2 separate regions of the Mus musculus genome follow, and region 2 is linked to region 1. Evidence: chromatin contacts called from public Hi-C data. All regions are on one chromosome and are shown on one strand. The core of a region is the stretch at or near the end of the contact, and the rest is flanking DNA. Distances in the headings are between cores, read along the strand shown.

What was found. Hi-C and Micro-C count contacts between places; a contact is called where the count stands out from the background.
Region 2: a contact with region 1 is called in a Hi-C map of cortical neurons, with 4 times the contacts expected there. The contact joins two enhancer-like sites. A contact is called at or near these places in 2 of 484 Hi-C or Micro-C datasets (cerebral cortex and cortical neurons).

The regions. Positions count from the first base shown.
Region 1 is chr2:142,332,506-142,336,894 of GRCm38.p6, forward strand. The region is part of intron 16 of Macrod2 (mono-ADP ribosylhydrolase 2); the gene reads left to right. Among named protein-coding and RNA genes, the nearest start is that of Kif16b, 570 kb to the right of the region's middle. Within about 2 kb of position 2,431, at least 73 of the 459 cell types and tissues checked have an H3K27ac peak or open chromatin away from gene starts, as enhancers often do. A contact at or near this core is called in cortical neurons, where this site is marked.
Region 2 is chr2:143,091,488-143,095,876 of GRCm38.p6, forward strand. No RefSeq gene overlaps it. Among named protein-coding and RNA genes, the nearest start is that of Otor, 15 kb to the left of the region's middle. Within about 2 kb of position 2,479, at least 14 of the 459 cell types and tissues checked have an H3K27ac peak or open chromatin away from gene starts, as enhancers often do. A contact at or near this core is called in cortical neurons, where this site is marked.

The DNA of each region.
Region 1 (4,389 bases), core at 1,181-3,680:
CCACTAAAGGAAACATACCCATTTATTCTCTCTCTCCGTTCATATCTTGTTTGGTGGGTGAGCTTTTGAATAAAGCCAAGATGGATGGAGGGGTGAATCACAAAGAAGCCCCCTCTGTCATTCCAGCTGCACTTCCAACAGTATTACACACACACACACACACACACACACACACACACACACACACATATGGATCCAGCTTTCATTTGTTCAAGACACCCAGCGTAAGGTAGGAAACACAACAGAAGGATAGACATACAAGAAGTCAAAGATGGAGAAACTGATCCATCAATGGTAGTTCCCAACATGTGACTCTGGAATCAGCAACACATAACATCAACAGTGTCTGGGAACTCACTAGATATTCAAATCCCTAATCTCTGCCCCAAGTAGATTCCTTCTGTAATCATGGTTTGTGGGGCCATTAAGATGTCACTAAGTCTTAGACCATGTAAACCTTGTATACATTTCCAAATTTATATCTGGCAAATTATATTTCCAAACCCTAAAGATAAGACAGTAAAAGCAGGAAATGAGAAACGTTGAGGCATGGGGCTCATAGTCCATACTTGCCTGGCAACAGTCATTCCATTTCCCACATTAAGGAGCACAGCTTCCAACTGAGTTGAGCCAGATCACCTGAAGCATTAAGCATGAGCAAGCTGGGACTTAATCCTCCAGTTTCTGAGTTAATAGGTCTGAAAACGGAGGCCCATCAAGAGTTGTGTGTTTATAGCAAAATCCTGCTGCCGCTGCTGCTGCTGCTGCTGCTTCTGCTGGTGGTGGTGGTGGTGGTAGGAGAACAACACCTATAGAATTAGAAAAGCCTTGGTGCATCCTTCAAACCAGCTAACTCACACAAGGCACTACGGATGGAAACGCTCATTTCACATCACTGTGGACTCCCAGGACCTAGAGGTAGGGCCAAAAGTGAGTGTTTAGTTAGGTCCATAAATCTACCACTTAGCTCCCCTGTATCTTAAAGAAACTAAAAGGCAAAGAACCCATACAGAAAAAAAAAAAAAAATGAAGTCTAATTTCCAGACCTGACTCACCCAATGCCAGGGGCATCTTATAATTTCAGAAAAATCCACAAGACAAAGGCTACAACATGTGTACATTTAGCCATCAAAGGGCCAATCAGTCTTGTCTTTGAGTGGCAGAGGAATTGGGCCCCAGGTTATCTCCACTCTGCTACAAGACAGTTTTTCATTCTATTCTGGGAGGAGGAAAATTGGATCAAAAAAAAAAAAAAATCCCAACTTTTGGACAAAAAAAAAAAATTAATCTGAGGAGATAGGAAGTGGGTGTGATACCTTTACCCATTCTGGATCTGACGGGGAATTCTTTTTCCTGAGTCCATTCCTTTCATGTAACTGAGAAACAGTTTACAGTCTGATCCATGAGCAGAGAGCCAATAAAAGACTCTTTCCTCCAGGTATTGCCCCTCTCATCAGGACTTAAGCATGAGTAAAAGACTACAGAACAATGCAAGGTCAGTCGCTCCCAAGCTTTTCTTGCATATACAGGCCATACCATAATACCCAGTGAAGACATAGGAGAAGAACACTGTTTATAACATGCTCCACACACACATGTGAATTGTGTAGTCTCAAAATCTGGCGACACCAAAGCTCTTCTTCTCTGGCCTCATTGAGCAGAAAATAAGCAATGGAGGACAAAAATGGGCTGAATCCACATTATTCTGGTAGTTCTGCTCGTGTTCATACATAGAAGGAAACGAGAGTCAGGAGAACAAAAGTGGTGTTACATTTACAAGCGTTTTAAAATAAATAAATAAATTAGAATTGGCGACATATGGTGTTCAACTTTCAAGAGCTAGCCTATTCAAAGTAAAATAGGTTTCTATCTAAGCCGTTCTCTTTGAGTCAGTTTGTCTTCCAAACTCAAGCATTTTTCTCGGCTGAATTTGAGGGGATTAGTTATTTTTAAAAAGAAAAAGAAAAAAAAAGAAAAAAAACAGAACTCAAAAGCCGAAGTGAACTTAGAGAGACACACATAAGCTGTTCTCCATATTGAGTCAACACCTGGGGCATTGATTTGAAAGCCAAATGCAGGCTGTTCATCTGCACTGCCAAGGATAACAGAAGCAACTGTCTCACTGTCACCAGAGAGAAAGAACCACGTCACTGGGGCTCCATCTGCAGCTGCCTTTCAGGACCAAAGATAACCAGGGAGGAAGGGGGGCGGGGGCGGGGGATGAGCTTTGTTGTGAAACTTGAGAGCCTTCCTCCTTTCTCCAGACCACCTACCCTTTCTCATTTAAAGTGAGTTTCTCCTCCAAGCCCACCAAATTCTCTTCCTTCCAAATCCATCCTCTTTGTGGCTCCCGTCTTCTGCTGGGCTCATTCAGCTAAGCACTGCTGCTCCTGCTGCTGCTACCCAGCTCCCAGAGCTTGTCTGGCTGGCCTTTCCCAGCATTCCAAGCGGTAATGGTCTCATTGACCCTGTAATTAAAGGAGTCCTCTGCCTCCCTACCCTGGCTGGCTGCCCTCCACCTCTCTTCTATTATTCTTTCCGTAAGACCACCAGCAGATGGATAGAGATTTTTCACCCTTTCAAAAGCTCTCTGTTTTTCCCATCTCATCAAGCATATCTCAGCCAAGCGTAATTAGCTTAAGGCTTTTGAGTCCTCACAGGAGATCTGTTAAAAGACCTGAGCAATTTCAATAAAGAACTTGAAACGCAAATCCTACAGGCTGTGCCTAACCACAGGAGAGCCACTATTATTTAGAAGCAGAGACCTCTCTCTTCCTCACATCCCTCTTTCTTCGGGGCAGGCATTTAAAAATTCTCAAGAGTATTCATGAGGCCTCCCTCCAGGGCTTTGGGATCTTTCGGACCTTTATTGGGTAGGTGGGATATTTAAGCTCTTTGTCTTCAGCAGGTCAGCCTTTGGCTCCTTTTAATTGATTTCAATCATGGGGTGCATTTTGGGGAGCCTTAAGATACCCCCAAATGGCCAACAGTTTGTTTGCTAAGTCTCTTAGACATTTCACTCAGCTTTTTTTTTAATCCCTTAGTCATTGGAAAATAGCTGGTGAGCTTCCTTTGTGGTTCAGAACGGTTGATAATGAAGGCTAAATTAATTAGCTGCAATTCAGATTTGCACCCTACCTTTGAGTGGCGGTGACCCTTGAATTGTGAATAGCCATATGTATTGCAGTGTTGATCCCATAGCCTTAGCCCTTTTTGCTCCCATCTATGGGAGAAAGCAAGCGTTTGAAACTTAAATTAAACTCTGTTCTCATTAAAATGAAGTGAAACAGAGCCTAAGTCTGTGACACTCATGCTGCGCATGGAATGCTGGAGAAGCCCAGCCTCACTAGGAGAGGTAATGTGTATCCCCCATGCCTTCCAGAAGGAGGCTGGAACTCGGGTGTCAGGTCTGAAGGGTCACAAGACAAGCAGGCTTCCCTCATTCGGTTGCCCATTACCAAGACTTGGGAGAAGAGACTTTCCTTTGTAAACTGCCATAAGAGGAATGAGCTGCAATGCTTGATTAGAAGGCCTTTTGTTGTCCTGGGTACACTAATCAGTTCCTCTTTGAGTGACAATGCAGGGATCTAGAGATATACCAATTCTGAAGATTGGCCAGACACATACACCGCAGCTGCAGAGGACACTACAGTCAGAACAGAGTAAGTCCCCTTTTAAAACCGGAATGTGCCTCTAGAGTGGGATGGGAAGTTGACTTGCCAGGCAGACTCCGAAGACTGAGCGATTAATTTACTGCTATCATCAACACATGACAAGGTCTGAAGCAAAACTTGACTTGCAGGAAGATGAACGCAGGATGAATGTTCTCAGTGGGTGTAACAAATAAAAATGTAATCTTTTATAGAGGCTTTTCATAAATGTTTTGCATTGAAGGATGGCTGATAATAGAGAACGATGAGGCTCCCCTCTAGTTGCTCGACTGTCTCAGCCGAGAGACACAAGTCATTCTGAGTCCCAGAAACTCAAAGGATTGTTACAGAGTGAATAAGACCGAGAGCGGAGAAGTCACTACCCACACAGCCTTCACTTCATAACAACAGTGATGCAGAACGATGATTAGTGGATGGATGCAGCAGTGTCCCCAGAATGCACAGGCAGTATCTCTGTGAGGTCCACAGGGCAGCGTGACCATTGCCAAAGTGCTCAGAACTAGTTTGTACCACTTTTTTTTTTTTTTTCAAAAAGCTGTGCTTAATCAGAGAAGTTTTGGGACCAGTCAATTACATTGTGAAATTTTTCTAAGATGCTGTATTGTAAAGTTTCAAAAACTTCAGGTGTGAAAAGGAAAATTTCCCTGGCTAGGGTCCTACATCTCTACTCATTGGTGAGGTGAGGACTGAGGCACATTGTGTAACTTTCTACATTCTT
Region 2 (4,389 bases), core at 1,229-3,728, 760 kb after region 1:
ATCCATAGGCTTTATGTAATCTACTCTCCATGTAATCTAGCCCATTATTAACTAAGACAGAGAATGCTCCCAACTCCTGATTTAAATATTTTTCTAAATGGAAATTACTTTTCTGTCACACGTGAGCAATCGTTTTAATCATTTTTTCTCAAGTGTGTGCCATGCTAAAGTCAGCACGTTTGAGGAGCGAGGAACAAGGAGCGAGAGGTGAGAGGTTGCTGTTATGTGCCTCACCACCTCCCACTTCTTCTTGCCTTTCCTCCCTTCTTCTCTTTTGCTTCAGCATGAGAATTTATTCCAGCCAAGTGAATCTGTCAAGATTGGAATGTTAATTTGTTTAAGCAATGCTAAATTCATCTGAGAAAATTAGTGCCAATACGGGTGTTTTAATTCTACCCACTGAAGGCAAAATACCCAAGCTACGGCCCATGGCTGTCCACATCACTGGGTCTTTGGCCACTTGTGGTTTGCTCTCTTTGGATATTCCTTTTGCCTTCCCTCACTCCAAAATGATATAAGGGACTTTAAAAATTAACTTCTAAATATTTCCCTGGATGGTATTATTATTGTGCTAAATATCAAGCCAGGGTCTCATGGATGGTAGCCGAGTGCCCTCCCTCTGAGCTACTTTCCCAGTTCTTCTCTGGGCTTTAAAACGTACTGTCGGCGACCCCCACGGATGGATGGACTGCACAGGGCTTTGGTTCCTGAGAAGAAGCACCACCAGCCCTTGTCGTGACAATTTTGGTTTCTTTAAAAAGCATTAAAAATGATACATTTTAGTTTTAATCCTAGGTGTGGGGTATAGGCCTACTTCAGATTGTCCACGGCAGCTGACTATGATTTGACTTGTGCTCTAGCAAGGGCGTGATTTTGCCAGTGGCAGATAGTGTCTACAACTGTGTGATGTTTAGAATCTGGGCACTTTTCAGAGGGCATATAAATGCTAGGGCCTGAGAGTCAGGGTAGGTTGCTGGTTGTTGGTTGGTTGGTGTTGGTTGCAATTTTTTAAGTAGTCATGCACAAAATAATAATAATAGTAATAATAATAATAATAATAATAATAATAATAATAATAATAATAATAAAAATTAGGTATACAGTGAAGGTCAAACTTGCCCCAAGAAACTTGATGCTCATAAATCAGCTGGAAGCAGCATAACGATAATGTTACCCCACTTTTTCCCTCTGTCCTTTTTTCTCTTCTATCTAGTGTTAGGGGGTTGAAAGGGCAAAAGAGGTGGAGAAGGGCAGAAGAATGAAGAATCCACAAGGTAGCCACAAGAATGGCCTTCCATGCTGTTTGGACAATAGACAGAAGAGGCATCAGTTGGACCTGCTGGGATGCAGCAGTAGATGTTTACCAATCCTGTAGAAAAATGCCACAGGAATTATGGGCCACTATGAAAGGATGGACTTACAAATCTCAGTGCCACATACAGCAGCTAGGGTGATGACCAGAATCAACATGCGTGAGCACTGATGATACACTGATGTATTGGGTTAGCTTGCTCAGAAGTAGACCCAAAGGTGGAGACTTATGCTTAGTGATTTATCAAAGAATAGCTCTCAGGGGAAGTGGATAGTATGGAGCAGAAGGACAGGAAAAGGAAGGAACTCAGCCAGAATGCCACCTCAGGTAAAGTCTTGGTGGCTGGCTCTGGCCTGACCCCAGAGAGGACTTGAGCTATGCTCCTGTATGCTAAATCACCACAGAGCCACTCATCTCCAAGGCAAGGAAGCTAGGCTGTCTCTGTATACTCTTTGGCATATTCTTTGGTATGGTCTGAACAAATTTCCTGATTTCATGTATTGGAAACTTAATGCACACGATCTTATGGTAAGGATAGTTACGATGTTTGCATTTGAGAGATCATGGAGCTGTGAGGGCTTAGCTCATTAATGGATTGGCTCAGGAGTGGCTTTGTTGAGGAAGCAGACTCTGCAGCAAGTGCTTATTCTGTTTTGCCTCATCCCCTTTTACCAAGTCACTACAGGGCAAGAAAAGTCTTCACCAGACAACATGAACGTTCTACCTTTGAAACAGTGAGCTAAGTAACTGTTCTTCATAAAGAACCCAACCTCTAGTATTGTGTTACGGTGATAGACAAGTCATTGGCTAAGGATTTTAGTAGGTAAGCATCATTACCACGAAGTTCTGCAGTTTGGCAAAGATGGTTCCAGTAGGTTGTGATTGCTAGAGATTGGAAACAAACAGTAGAACCCCAGAAGCTCATAAATAGAGGCGTCTGCCCACCACACTGACCTCATCTGCTGCAGCTGCCTTCGCAAGGGGCCAACTTTCACTTTGTTTGTCCTCACCCTCACAGGATCTCAGAATATTCAGGAAGTCCTGTTGCACCCCCTGGAGCTTCTGCAGCTAATCTAGCCTAGGATTCTCTCAGTGATGTACTTCTGTACACCGTGAAACTTTACGATAGGGCTAGGGTGACCTCCAGTGGTTGGTCTGGATCCAGCACACAGGGCTACATTTCCAAAGGAAACCAGGTACGGTTGTCATGGAAGCATCCAGACTAGTTACTCATGGAGCCTCCATTTCGTCTCTTCCCATCAAGGCATGATATTTAAATCTGCCTGACACCTGGCACAGATAAGAGGTATTAATATGCCTTTGCTGCAGACCTTAAAAATAAATTTGACAGATTTGAAAATCCGCATGTTAGGGGAAAGCGGATGGTTCTCTTTCAAACCCATCTTGCCTGTTTCCTTTTGATATGGAGCCCTGCAGAGTTTATAATTTGTTTGAGTTGGTTTAATTCATTTCTAGAAAGCAGCAATAACACCTTGCGCTCAGAGTGGTAGCTTGTCTGGAGAACAATTAACACGGCTCCTGGTGTCTTGGATGGCTCTGCGGGGTGGCTCCAAAAGACAACATTTGTCATTTGAGCCATAAAGCAGGGGTGGGAGGCTGAGATCTGAAGCCAGATGACCAGCTTTGTGACGGTCTGTAAGCGTGCTCATGACATTCTGCTGGAATATGGCTAGTGAAAACCATCCCTTTATTTTCTACTTCAGGGAACAACATAGTTCTTAACCAAAAGTTATTCTGACTCATTACGGCCAGTAGCATTTGGAAACTTTCAGGCGTGGCTGGAGGAGACTACTAACATTCAGGAGCAAGAGCCAGGGATGCTGCTAAACCTCTATGGTTGATGGTGCTAAAGACAGCACCCCATCAGTGGGTACTCTGAACCCCTGTGTGAGCAGCACCGAGTTGAAAGTAACCTACACTAAAAGGTGACATGAATAATCAGTTGGTGAATTTGGAAAGAATGACAAATACCAGGCAGGCCTAACCAATTATCCAGGTAGGTATGTTTTGTAAGTCCTTTTTTTTTTGTAACGAGTCATTAGGTAGAGCCAAAACATGAAAAATAGGATTCTGCAGATTCACTGTCGCACGCTTATCATATACACAGCTTGCAACCCAGACAGAACTGCCACCTGCCATCAGCAACATATGGAAGAGCACCCACGAACCCTTTTCTCTATTGTTCCCAACACCTCACCCCTTGCTGCTTTTCTCCTGGTTTGACATCTCTCCCAGAGCCATCTCTAACACATCAGCTCCACGGGGGCTCCGGGCTGGTGAAGTACTGACACATGATGGGGTCAAAAGGGTTCCTTGCATTTCTTCTGGAATCTATTTCCCATCTCCTCCAAGAGATAGCCTAATTGCCTTTCAAACAGCTATCATGCCCTCTTTGCTTTACGACTTCTTCCTGAAGATGATTACAATGTCTTCTTACTTTTCAAATAAAAATAGCACTTCCTTGCCCCTCTGTAATGTGTGCATTGTCGACTTCAATAACACCAGCTGTCTCTTCCGGGCTTGTCTTTCTGTTTTCCTTTATACCACTTTCTCTGCTATCGTCATCCTGTCTAACCTTTCTCTGAAGATCTTCCTACGCACATCATTATATTTAGAGGGTCTTTGTGCATTTGTGGACACAATTAAAATTTAAACATTGCACACTGGTTCAATGTTGACACTGCTTTTTTGCTTAGAGAGAGCAATTGTTAAATATTAGTATAAACTGTGCAATATACACTGCAGCACAGGCTTCAGTTCTGGGAAAGGAAGAAGTGTATCAACCAATTTTCATATATGAGAAGCGCAGATTCAAGAGATATGTAGCTGGGCATGGTAATACACCTGTAGTCTTATCACTAAGGAAGTTGAGGCAGGAGGATTTTGACTTTGATACAGCTTGAACTACACAGAAGGATACTTTCAGGGACTGGGAGAGGGAGCAGAAGAGGAAAAGGGAGAGAGAGAGAAGGGGGAGGAGAGAAGGAGGGGGAGAGTGGGAGGGAGAGAGGGAGAGGGGGAGGGCTAGAGGGAGAGGGGGAGGGAGAGGAGGGGAG